Regions from separate parts of the Mus musculus genome. Here region 1 is linked to region 2. Evidence: chromatin contacts called from public HiCAR-type data. All regions are on one chromosome and are shown on one strand. Each heading gives the region's core, a stretch centred on a gene start, on an enhancer-like site or on the middle of the called end of the contact. The rest is flanking DNA. Distances are from core to core; before and after follow the strand shown. Region 1 has its middle 32 kb from the start of Gm36227. Region 2 has its middle 66 kb from the start of Gm25401.

The links. HiCAR-type assays count read pairs that join an accessible place to other places.
Region 1: a contact with region 2 is called in a HiCAR-type map of astrocytes, with 8 times the contacts expected there. The contact joins two enhancer-like sites. A contact is called at or near these places in 1 of 15 datasets of contacts at CTCF or cohesin (the NIH/3T3 cell line), 2 of 484 Hi-C or Micro-C datasets (nephron progenitors and uterus), 16 of 115 datasets of contacts at active chromatin or transcription factors (astrocytes, cardiomyocytes, craniofacial prominence and 11 more) and 1 of 9 other capture datasets (embryonic stem cells).

The regions. Positions count from the first base shown.
Region 1 is chr9:41,949,120-41,953,992 of GRCm38.p6, reverse strand. No RefSeq gene overlaps it. Among named protein-coding and RNA genes, the nearest start is that of Gm36227, 32 kb to the right of the region's middle. RefSeq lists an enhancer at 1-4,853. Within about 2 kb of position 2,927, at least 231 of the 459 cell types and tissues checked have an H3K27ac peak or open chromatin away from gene starts, as enhancers often do. A contact at or near this core is called in astrocytes, craniofacial prominence, embryonic basal ganglia and 5 more, where this site is marked.
Region 2 is chr9:41,270,493-41,275,945 of GRCm38.p6, reverse strand. No RefSeq gene overlaps it. Among named protein-coding and RNA genes, the nearest start is that of Gm25401, 66 kb to the left of the region's middle. Within about 2 kb of position 2,650, at least 110 of the 459 cell types and tissues checked have an H3K27ac peak or open chromatin away from gene starts, as enhancers often do. A contact at or near this core is called in astrocytes, craniofacial prominence, embryonic basal ganglia and 5 more, where this site is marked.

The DNA.
Region 1 (4,873 bases), core at 1,678-4,177, 680 kb before region 2:
CAAACCTGCCCCTCTTTTATCTAATGAAGGGTCCTTTTGTCATGCAAATAATGTCATCCTTCTTCCAGTTGAGAGTCTGTCCTGGCTTCCCTTAAGTGAGACACACCTCCACGGAGCGAAGTGTGGGGATGGTACTCTGTGGGATTTTCCACACAGGCTAGTGACCACCCTTCTGTCTTTGTTGCAGTGTTGGCTCTGGAGCCCTTTGTTTATGACAGGTATTATTTTGGCCACTGGAGGGCCCTCTAGATAGCTGGAGAATTCTAGTTCTCGCCTGCAGCTCACGCCCAGATTTTTGAGCAAGCAGCAAGCATTTCAGTGAAAATCGGATTTAACTGGAGAAACTAGCAGTAGCGGTCGACATTCCTTTTATTTAGGAATTTAAGCATACGAGAAGCCTCTATTTAAAAGAGTGGCTTTTGGATTAGGGTCTGTTTGGAGCTGGAGGGGAGGGGCTGAGCTTGTGGTGTGTGGAGAGTGATCTTGCAGAACTCAGCCCAGCTTAGGAGAGCAGAGCTTTGAACAAAGGTTATTTTTTTTTTCCTGTGTGGGAAGGATCACACCAAGATGGATGGAGACAAGCGGGGACCAAATTATTTTTATGCTAGGAAAAGAGAGTCTTGGCCAGGACTAAAGCAACTGTTTGGGTCTATGACCCTTAACCGGGAAGGGAACACTGCTCCCAGGTTTTGTTTTGTTTTTTTTTTTTTGTTTTTTTTGTTTTTGTTTTTGTTTTTGTTTTTACTGTTTCATTTTTGAAGTCTACTTTAGAGATTTTTGGTTTTCTGATGTTGATAAGAACATTGTAAATCTGAGTTCTGAGATGATAACATAGTATAATAAGTTTTACATCCCTCCCTCTCTGCTCCCAAACACAGACCTGTTGAAGAACCAGGTAGGGAAAAAGAAAAGGGGATGGGAGGGCCTAGAGAGCAGAAAGGAAATTTGAGACAGTGAGCGTACGGTTTCCTCTTTGGAACACAAAGACAATCCATCAAAACTCTCCATACTAGACTGATATTAAGCCAGGCTAAAAGGAAGTTTCATGTTCTGACATTTTTACGGCCTGGAACAAGAAATGAATTGGAAAGAGGCCCCTGACAATGGGGGTGGGGGGAGATGGGGTGGTCGTAGAGAACCGGAGCCAAGCGCTGCTGGGGACAGGTGAGTCTGTAGGGACTCAGAAGGTTAGCTTGGGCCCTAGTAATCTAAGAACTCACTCGGTACCATGGAAACAGATATGGTCAGTGGGGACATAGCTCCTGTCAGGCTCTGTGGAGGACAGACAGGCTTGCTTCTTAGAAAATGTGTTTAGCTGTAAAAAAAATGAAGAGTCTTTTTCTGAAATCCCTTAGATCATAGACAGGTTCCTGACCCATATAAAGGACAAGCTTTCTATATTTATTTGAAGACGGATAGGAAAGGATGCAGCTCCGATAGACAGAGCCTCAGTTTCCTTTTTAACCCTGTCGGTTTGTAGGTTAGAGGACACAGTCAGACTGTACAGACAGACAGACAGACTTTGGGGAATGTTGCCCCAGAGCTGAGGATGTGCCCACCAGCCCAGCCCGGTCAAGGGACACAGGAGCCCCTGGCAAGCCTGCATCTTTTGACCAGTGTTTTGCTCTTTCTATTAACCCCTTGTCACCTGTGGAAAGCAGGTACGTAGGAGCACATACAGTTACCCAGTAACACCTAAGAACCTCCATCTGGTAAGGAAAAGACAACTGAGACTGGAGCCTGGGTCTTGGATCACGGCTGACCTGGAGTGACAGGAGGCAAATGATGGTCCCTTGACACCATGTTCCCAGAAAGGCTGAGAATGGCTTATCTGTAAGGGCTGGAGGCTAGGGCAGAAGCAGGCTGGGGGAAGGAATTCCTCACTGAGACCAAAGGTGGATTCTACATCCCTCCCTAGTCTGTACTCTTCTCCCTGCCTCTGAGGTCCTAGCTGTCATTGTGTGTAACGCTGACACGCACACGTTTTCCTCTGACGTATTTGTACACATATATACTTCTTGCAAACACTTGTGCGGAGTGTTAGGCACTTGGCAGGCAAGCAATGAATAACTTGGGGAAGACTGAACAAAACGCTAAGGTTGTATGTCATGGCTGTCAGTGAGGTCCCTGTTCAGAGCTGGGATCCACCACTGGCTTTTTGAGGGTGGACGAGTTACACAGAAAGGGATGGACAAGCTCTGCCTGACGACAGTAGTATCTCTGAACTCTGGAGCATTCTCAGACCTACTGCACAACCATAGCAGGAAAGAGAGCTGGTTGGTGGGAGTGCAGGGCGGGAGCTGGGAAGTGGTTTCTTTGTTCTGGGAGATTTCAGCCGGCACGAACCGCAAATTTTACTGTCTGCACACCAAGAGCCCCTCCCCTCCCCCTTACCGCCTTCCTTTCCAACCTGAGAATTCATTCGCTGCCACCCTCGGTCTCTTCCTCTGCCCCAGAGCAGTCACCAGGGAAAGATCTCTTTGTTGAGAACACCCCGAGACAACTCAGAGTTGCAGAGTTCCCAGGGCACTGCCAGGGTTGCCCTCCGAGGAGAGTGGTCTCCCGGGCACAGACCCCCACCTGTTGATCTCTCCTTTCCCCGGGGGTGAGCGGCAACTTGCATTGTGCCGGGATCTCACGCGTTTCCCCGGCAGGCTCGGCAGATGGCGCTCATGAGCAAAGCCACCACGGTCCCTTCCCTGCCCCTCCCCACCGTCGGGGCCTCGCTGGGCTAAAGCAAAAACAGATGTTTTCATCATTTTTGGATCTGGCACGTGACTTGCAGTTCAGCAATGTGCCGACAGAACCCAGAGTTGTGTGTTTCCTTCATCTCCCGCAAAATAAAACAATCTTCCTTAAATGAGCGTTCCTCTAAGTGAGCCTGCGACACACGATCTCTTTAGCACAAGGGGTTGTTTGCTTAATGGAACTCCAACTGCGAGTGCCCTGCTAGCCAGTCTTGGGTCTATAATTGGGAAGAGGTCCTTTTTCAGAGAAGACAGTGAGCGGCCAGACTGGCTATCTTTACCTTAAGGGCTGGGGACAGGCGCTAGCGTTTTAAAAATAGCCCTGGTCTGGCTGGCGAGGAACCTGCCTTGCGTGGGTGCATAGGGGTCGCGAACAAAACAGGAAGGCCGAGGCGGCGCGCCCTGTTCCCCGCGCCCACGGCAGGTGGCAGCATTGGCCCGAGCTGGCCTCTGCCACTGGCCAAGCCCAAAGAGGGCCCTTTTACTTTCGGTGGCCTCAAAATTATTAGTTCCAGATGAATTCTTGCGATTGTAATATTTGGTTTAACCCAATCGGCCCGATTGCGTCAGCGTACGCTCACACTCAGCCGTCTGAAGTCTAACCAGACATCAGAGGCTTGTTTCAGGAGTGTCAACATTCCTCATCCTTTGAAAGAATTAAAACAAAAAAACGCAAACGCTGATTTATCCCCAAAGGAAAGGGGGGCTGAACAGACGTGCAGCTAGGGTGACCAGAGGGAGTGAACGTGGAGATTCAGGCGGGAGTCAACAGTTGAACCTTGACGAAGCCTGCTTGGGGAGAATTGGAGTTCTTTGTCGATCTAGGACGGACCTCTGGGTTTTATGAAGGTTGGGGCGAATAAGCTGAACTGGTTTGTGAGACAAGAGGCCTGGAGTCATGTAGACTGCTATTGCCAGGCACAGAACACGCTGAGCCTCTGTTTAACCCTTGGCCTGGCTGCTCCTTCCAGGGCCAGACACAGCCTCCTAACAGCTGTGGGGGATTTCTGAATCTCCCTTAAGGATGCAAGCTGTGTTTCCTGAGGATAGCAGCCCACACCCCAGAGGACCTCTTGAAAAGATGAGGCCTCCAGCAGACCTTGCTGAGTGGACCCGCTGGAATGATCATATGTCTTGTAAACAGCCCTTTGCGTGTCACACACCAGGCAGGGATGCTTGGGGACCCATTCTAGTAGTCTCGGGTTTTACAGGTGTTATCCTATGAGATTAAAAGACTGCACGCTGAGTGCAGGGGCACTGATAGTTAAATCTGGCCACAAGACACACAGTTCCACCCACGAGAGCAGAAAGGGTGCCCTGCCTCCCTTGGCTGAGCTGGAATGACTTGTCCTCGGAAAAGAAGGTCTGGTCTTTACTGTGCGGTCCCCATCCATGCATTTTTTTTTCCAATCTGTCTTCAAACTCTTCAAGTAATGTGGTCAAGGAAGCTAGGGAGATTTCTGCTAGCTAATTTCAGGGAGCTTGCCGGCTTTCAAGCAGGTCTCTGGCTCAACTCGGTGCTGATCAAAAGCCAGCACCCATCTGGCAGATGCCTCAGGTCCTGCCCTTGGAGAGCTAGCTGGTGGTGGCTGACTGGGGTCGGAGTCTGCCAGGCAGGCTGGCTGTGCGGCCATCTTGTCCTTCCCTTTTCTCTGCCCAGTGGTGGTTGAGCTCAGTGAATCAAGCATGGAAATAAAAATGGTGGGTGAACACCTCCAGACTGTTTTGAGGTCTTGGTGTCCTGGATATTCCTTTCTCTCTGAAAAATACATGCCTCTGCATGGTAAGACTGTATGGTGCTCCACCTGGGCTGAGCCGGGGGCAGGGGAGTGAACTAAGCTGGAGAAGCAGGCGTATTGACAACAGGACTCCTTGGGATGGTGGAAGAATTCCAGTGTTCTTGGGACTCACTGACTTGATTTTCTTCTGAGAATCAGCTTTTGAACATCTGACTGTGCAGAGGTTTTCAGTTCTGACTGCTTACGATCAGTTTGAACCATTGAGCCCTCCATTTCTGAGCATCAGAAGTTCAGTTGGAGGTCAGCTTGGGCTCCAATGGACCCTATCAATGTGGGAAGGAAGGATTCTCACACAAAGCTGCTTGCATCACAGTGAAAAGGGAATGG
Region 2 (5,453 bases), core at 1,401-3,900:
AAACTCAAAGTTTTAAGTGCCTTGCCCAAGTCAGAACACAACTAAGAAGCTTGAGTCCAAATGAGATAAAAGGCCAAGTTCACCATCTCAGTAAACGTGCTTTCGACGGACTCTACCCAGATGTTTGGAGGGTTCCTGTAAGTTCATGGCCCAGGCTATGCCAGGCATCTTCCCAAAGAGAATCAAGGGGAAGCCACGAGCATGGGGCACTCTATTTCTCACCAAGTGTTTTCTCATACATTCTTCTGGGAGTTGGAGAAAGACAATAACGTGCAAATGACTCTGACAGAGCCAGAGTATTGAAACTCATAGTAGAGTGTAAATGTGGGCACAGCAAATGGCCTGATTTTACAATGGAAGCACAGATGACTTTATAGGTGTAAGTGATTGTAAGGGTTAAAAAAGCAAGAGTTTATGACCCGTAAGCATTAGATGAGCCCTGCTAACCTCAGTGTCCACAGAGTTCTCCTCAGGTGCAGTCACCCTTGTTCATTTATATAGTGTCTAAAGTCACCCTGGCACACAGAATCAGCACAGGCCGATGGCCTGCAGAGCCATAGAAAATATGAAAACATGGCTCTTTATAAGAACAAATGCTGGTAAATCATGATGCAGGCAGTCATTTCTGCAGTAATGTTCGTTTTGTTTGAGGGGGCTGGAAAATGGGGAAGAGAAGTAGGTGGGACTCATGTCTATTTAAAAACCAGAAAAGTACCTAGTGTGACCAATACTTGGGAGGTAGAGGCAGAGGCAGGGGGATCAGAATTTTAAAGCAAGTACACACATGCACCCATGCACACGCACACACACAATTAATAAACAAAAACAAAATAGAGAAAGGAAGAAAAAAATCATCAACCTCATAATGCCACCTTTGATCCACCCTAGACATAAAAAAGTCAACCACCTACTTTATCAGTTCAAAGTCGATTAAAAGTTATAATAATTAACACCACCTTCCATAATGTCCCACAATGCACCTCGTGCAGCCAGCTCCCTGACACCCATCTCTTCAGAGGCTTTTTTTGGGGGGGGGGAACTAAGGGGAGGCATGTTGGTTGGTGGATGGAACAGAGATGTAAGCATTAAAAATTACTGAATATGGGTGGCAGTGGGGCACACCTTTAATCCCAGCACTCTGGAGGCAGAGGCAGGAAGATCTCAAAATTCCAGACCAACTACAGAGTGAGTTCCAGGACTGGGCTCCACAGAGAAATCCTTGGGGCTGGAGTGGGAGGGGCGATACTGAATGGAAGTCACGTGGGTAGCAGTGCTCCTTCTACAAAACCACAGCATCATTCCTTTGTTTGTCTTTAAAAGTCGGTTTGTTTGTGTTTCACATATTCATTACAAACTCCTTTAGGGCAAACCTGAATGTATTTTTTGATTGCACTTTTTCACTGGTGGCGACTAACACTGAAACACAAAGGTATCTGTGATAAATGAATGATTGATTGAGCAGATGAATGAATGAATGAATGAATGAATGAATGAATGAATGAATGAATGAATGAATGACGAAAGCCAGGAGATGTGAATTCTCTTACATTGGGAAGAAACCTGTGCAGCACTTCCCAGAGTACCTGTCTCTCAGCCAAGAGCATCTCTCTCCTGTGGACAAGGAACTTGAGGAATCAGCCCTGCCAACTTTCCAGCAGGTGCTTCCATGATCTGAAAGGACCAGAGTACTCCATGCCTGGTGTGAGGACTTCACAAGCATTTGCACACACAAGCAGCTCACTAAGTTCGGCTCAGGTGGCTAAAATCCAATTTTTACTCCAGGGACAACTCGCCTACTTAAGTTGACTGAAAGCACCCGGCAAACCACCTACCGAAACCCTCCCCTTTGTCCCTGTCGGTGTGCAGATGATTCGCCAAAGTGTACACACCCCAAATTTATACAGTGTGCCTCAAGATGTCCTTTGTAAGAGGGAGTCGCTGGGAAAACAGCACTTTACAAAAGAGAGCATCAGTCTAGGGGAGGTCCAGCGATGCGGCTGTAGCAGCTCCTGCCACCTCGCAGAGTTCCTAGATAATAGTTCTTTTTTGTCTCCTTCCCTTCTTAAGTCGGTGCAGGGTGGGGTCGGTGGAGGCGAGGGGGATCCAGTCGTTAAAATCTATCTGAGACGCCTACTTGGAGTTCTCTGGGATTTGTGAAAATTTGAGCCTTTCCTAAACAACAAAGAAATCAAGATTCTGGGAAAAGCCCACGCCCCTCTAAGGCTGCTGGTGTGAAATAGAATCGCACCGGGCAATGTTAGCTAGCCATATTACTCTGCGAAGGTGCTCGCAGCTGCAAAGCCTTACAGAAGGAAAGCTGCAGGGCTGGGACCCCACGTCCAGGGGGAGAGCTGGGGCCTCGATGCAGGGGGATGCCCAGACATCGGCCCCGCCCCCATCCCTCCCTCCCTCCCTCCCAGTGGTCATGGCTGAGCAGCCTCGGGTCCGGGTTAAACAAAGAGACTGGTGTGCCTTAGCGGGGTAAAAATCTTTCTTCTCCCTTCGTGCAATAGGTGATATGTAGTAAATTAATAACAGAAAATACCGTAGCCAAAAAATATGGCAGTATTAGAGATCTGGCCCCTTCCTGCTCTTCCATGTCCCTCCCTGACTGCCTTGCAGCTCAGCAACCAGGACCAGACAGCCACCCCCCCCCTCCCTCCTTAGCCATCATTCCCCGCCCCCTTCAAAACTCTTTTATTATCAGTTGAGTCACGTCTCCTGCCAAGCAAAAGGTCATTTCAGGTCATCTTGGAGACGAAAGGACGGGATAATACATTTGAAGGTGCTGGAATTGGCAAGTCCGCGTGTATATATGTATATGTATATATATATATATATATGAGTAAGGGAGAGGGAGAGAGAGAGAGAGAGAGAGAGAGAGAGAGAGAGAGAGAGAGAGAGAGAGAGAGAGAGAGAGAGAGAGAGGTGCCAGCATGCTCAACTCTGCCAGGAAGAGAAGAAATATTTCAAGGCATGACAGGGGCAGCTAGCTGCCCAATCTGTAGCTAATTCCTTATAAAAATAAGAATGTGGTTTATAATTGTGTGCTGCCTGAAGGGTCATTAAAGTTTCTAATTGTTCTCATCCAGTATCTCTTTTCTGGCCATTCATCAGAGAAAGGGTTGCAAAAGTGTTTGTTGTGGAAAGGAAGTGGGGGTGGGGGCCCGTTGTGGGGAGAGGGCAGACTGGGACCTGGAGTAGACTGACTGCGTGGCACTTTCAGGATTTTAGAACCACAAGAGGAAAGCGGACAGCGTGTTTAAGAGTCTCCACAGCACGCACCGGTTGCTTTGTTTTGAGATGAGGAAAGCAAAATTTGCAAATAGTATTTTTCTATGCTGTTTACAAGGACTTTCTCCTCCTCCCCCTTCCTCCTCCTCCCCCTTTCTCTTCCTCCTCCTCCTAAAGAAGATGTCTTCTAACTTTTCTGAGTTGTTAATTCAGTATTATTTCAATAAAGACAATTAGCAGCCTCTGAATTCTCACCAAATACATTTTTTTCCTTCCTTTCCATTCCCACTGCAGTATTTGAATGCCCTGGATTGGCTTCACAGTTTTTTCTAAGAAACAAGAACTACTCTTCTTACTCTTCTTCCTTCCTCCTCTTCCTCTTCCTCTTCCTCTTCCTCTTCCTCTTCCTCTTCCTCCTCCTCCTCCTCCTCCTCCTCCTCCTCCTCCTCCTTCTTCTTCTTCTTCTTCTTCTTCTTCTTCTTCTTCTTCTTCTTCTTCTTCTTCTTCTTCTTCTTCTGTTTTTATTTTAAATAAGACACATGCCAACAGCAATGTGTCCAGGGAGCTAGAGGTTTGGGTAATAAATTATTTGCTCCCACATTCCAAAGTATCTTACATGGAAAGTCCCCATCCACCCTACCTCCCACCAATGGCCTCTATTCCTCCCTGTCTTACTAGCTGTCCTGGTTTGCTTTCTGTTGCTGTAATAAAATACTGACCAAATGCAACTTGGGGAGAAAGGTGGTTCACTTTATCATAAACTATACAATCCATCATGAGGGAACCAGAAGCAGAACCCATAATGAATGCTGCTTAAACTGGCTTGCTTCCAAGATCACCTCCAGCTCCCTATCTTATACCCAGGACCACCTGCCCAAGGGTAGCATGGCCCACAGAGAACTAGCCCCGCCACCACTACCTTCCATCAATTAACAATCAAAAATATATATATTCCCACAGACACATAACCAGCCAATTTGGTGGAGGCAATTCCTCAAGTGAGGTTTCCTCTTCTTGGGTGTCTCAAGTTTGTGACCAAACACACTAGCCAAGTTCCATCTACCATTCCCTATTCAAACCATACCCAAAGATGTTACCTGGAGGAGCTTTTTAGAAACCACCAGTTAAAGGTAGGCTGGTGAGTGACTGGGTCTGTCATAGTAAAAACAAAGAGATAGCATGACCTTTTTGCCTGGACTCAGCCCATCCTGAAGCCTCTCCATGGGAAGTATCTTCTAGCATCCGGGCTCCACATATCTCTCAGTCATCTCCCTCTATGCTTACTCTCCCACTGCAGGAAAAGCACATTGGCTGAAGCTGCACCACCTCACCTGTTGTTGGTGTCACGTGTTTCTGAGAAACGAAATCATTTGTGTCTCTGTTGTAGCTGTTGAGCACAGAAACCTCAGTTTTCTAGATGTTTGAAAAGAACAGGTTACGTCTATAGGAAAGTGATTACTGTGTAGAATGGCAGAAATAGTAAACAACCAGCTGTGGATATGGGGACAAGATTCTTGGCTTTAGCTAAAGTTGGCTGGACAATGAGTGTTACCCACAAGTGTTTGAAGATTGGCTGGTACTTATCACACAAAGTCAGCAGCTACATGCACTCACATGTAACTAGAAAGATCTCTCGGGCAACTGTTGATTTCCTACCAGTCAGAAGCTCCATGCAGGAAGGCCCTGCAGCAAATCTGAAGACGAAGCATGGGCCTCATCACTACCACAGCCTTGACAAAGATACTCTCCCGGCACATTGCTATTGATGGCATTCATTTTCCACAAGAGTTAAACAAAAATACATCCTCATGGTCTTATCTACCTAGAGTATAGGAAGAGCCTAAAGGTTGACTGGGAGTTCCACAAGACTTGAAATAAAAGCAAGCATTTTCCAGAACACTCGGGGGAAAGAATAGAAGGAAGAGCTTCAAAATTCATGAAATGATCACCACTGTGTGTTACACACTACACTTAAACGTACCTGGGGAATGGGTACCATTACATCCTTTACCAATGAGGAAGCTGGTGGTCGAGATCAGTAACTTGGACAAAGCCATGTGTCTAACAGGAGAAGGAAGCAGCTTGAAGTAATTGAGAAGGCTTCCTTCTGGAGACCCAGCTTCACTTCATGCATGTTTACTTGCAAATGAATGTGTGCTGTAAAAGTGTCACTGTGTTATATGAAGAAATTAAGATTCAAGGAATGGATGTTCCAAGTC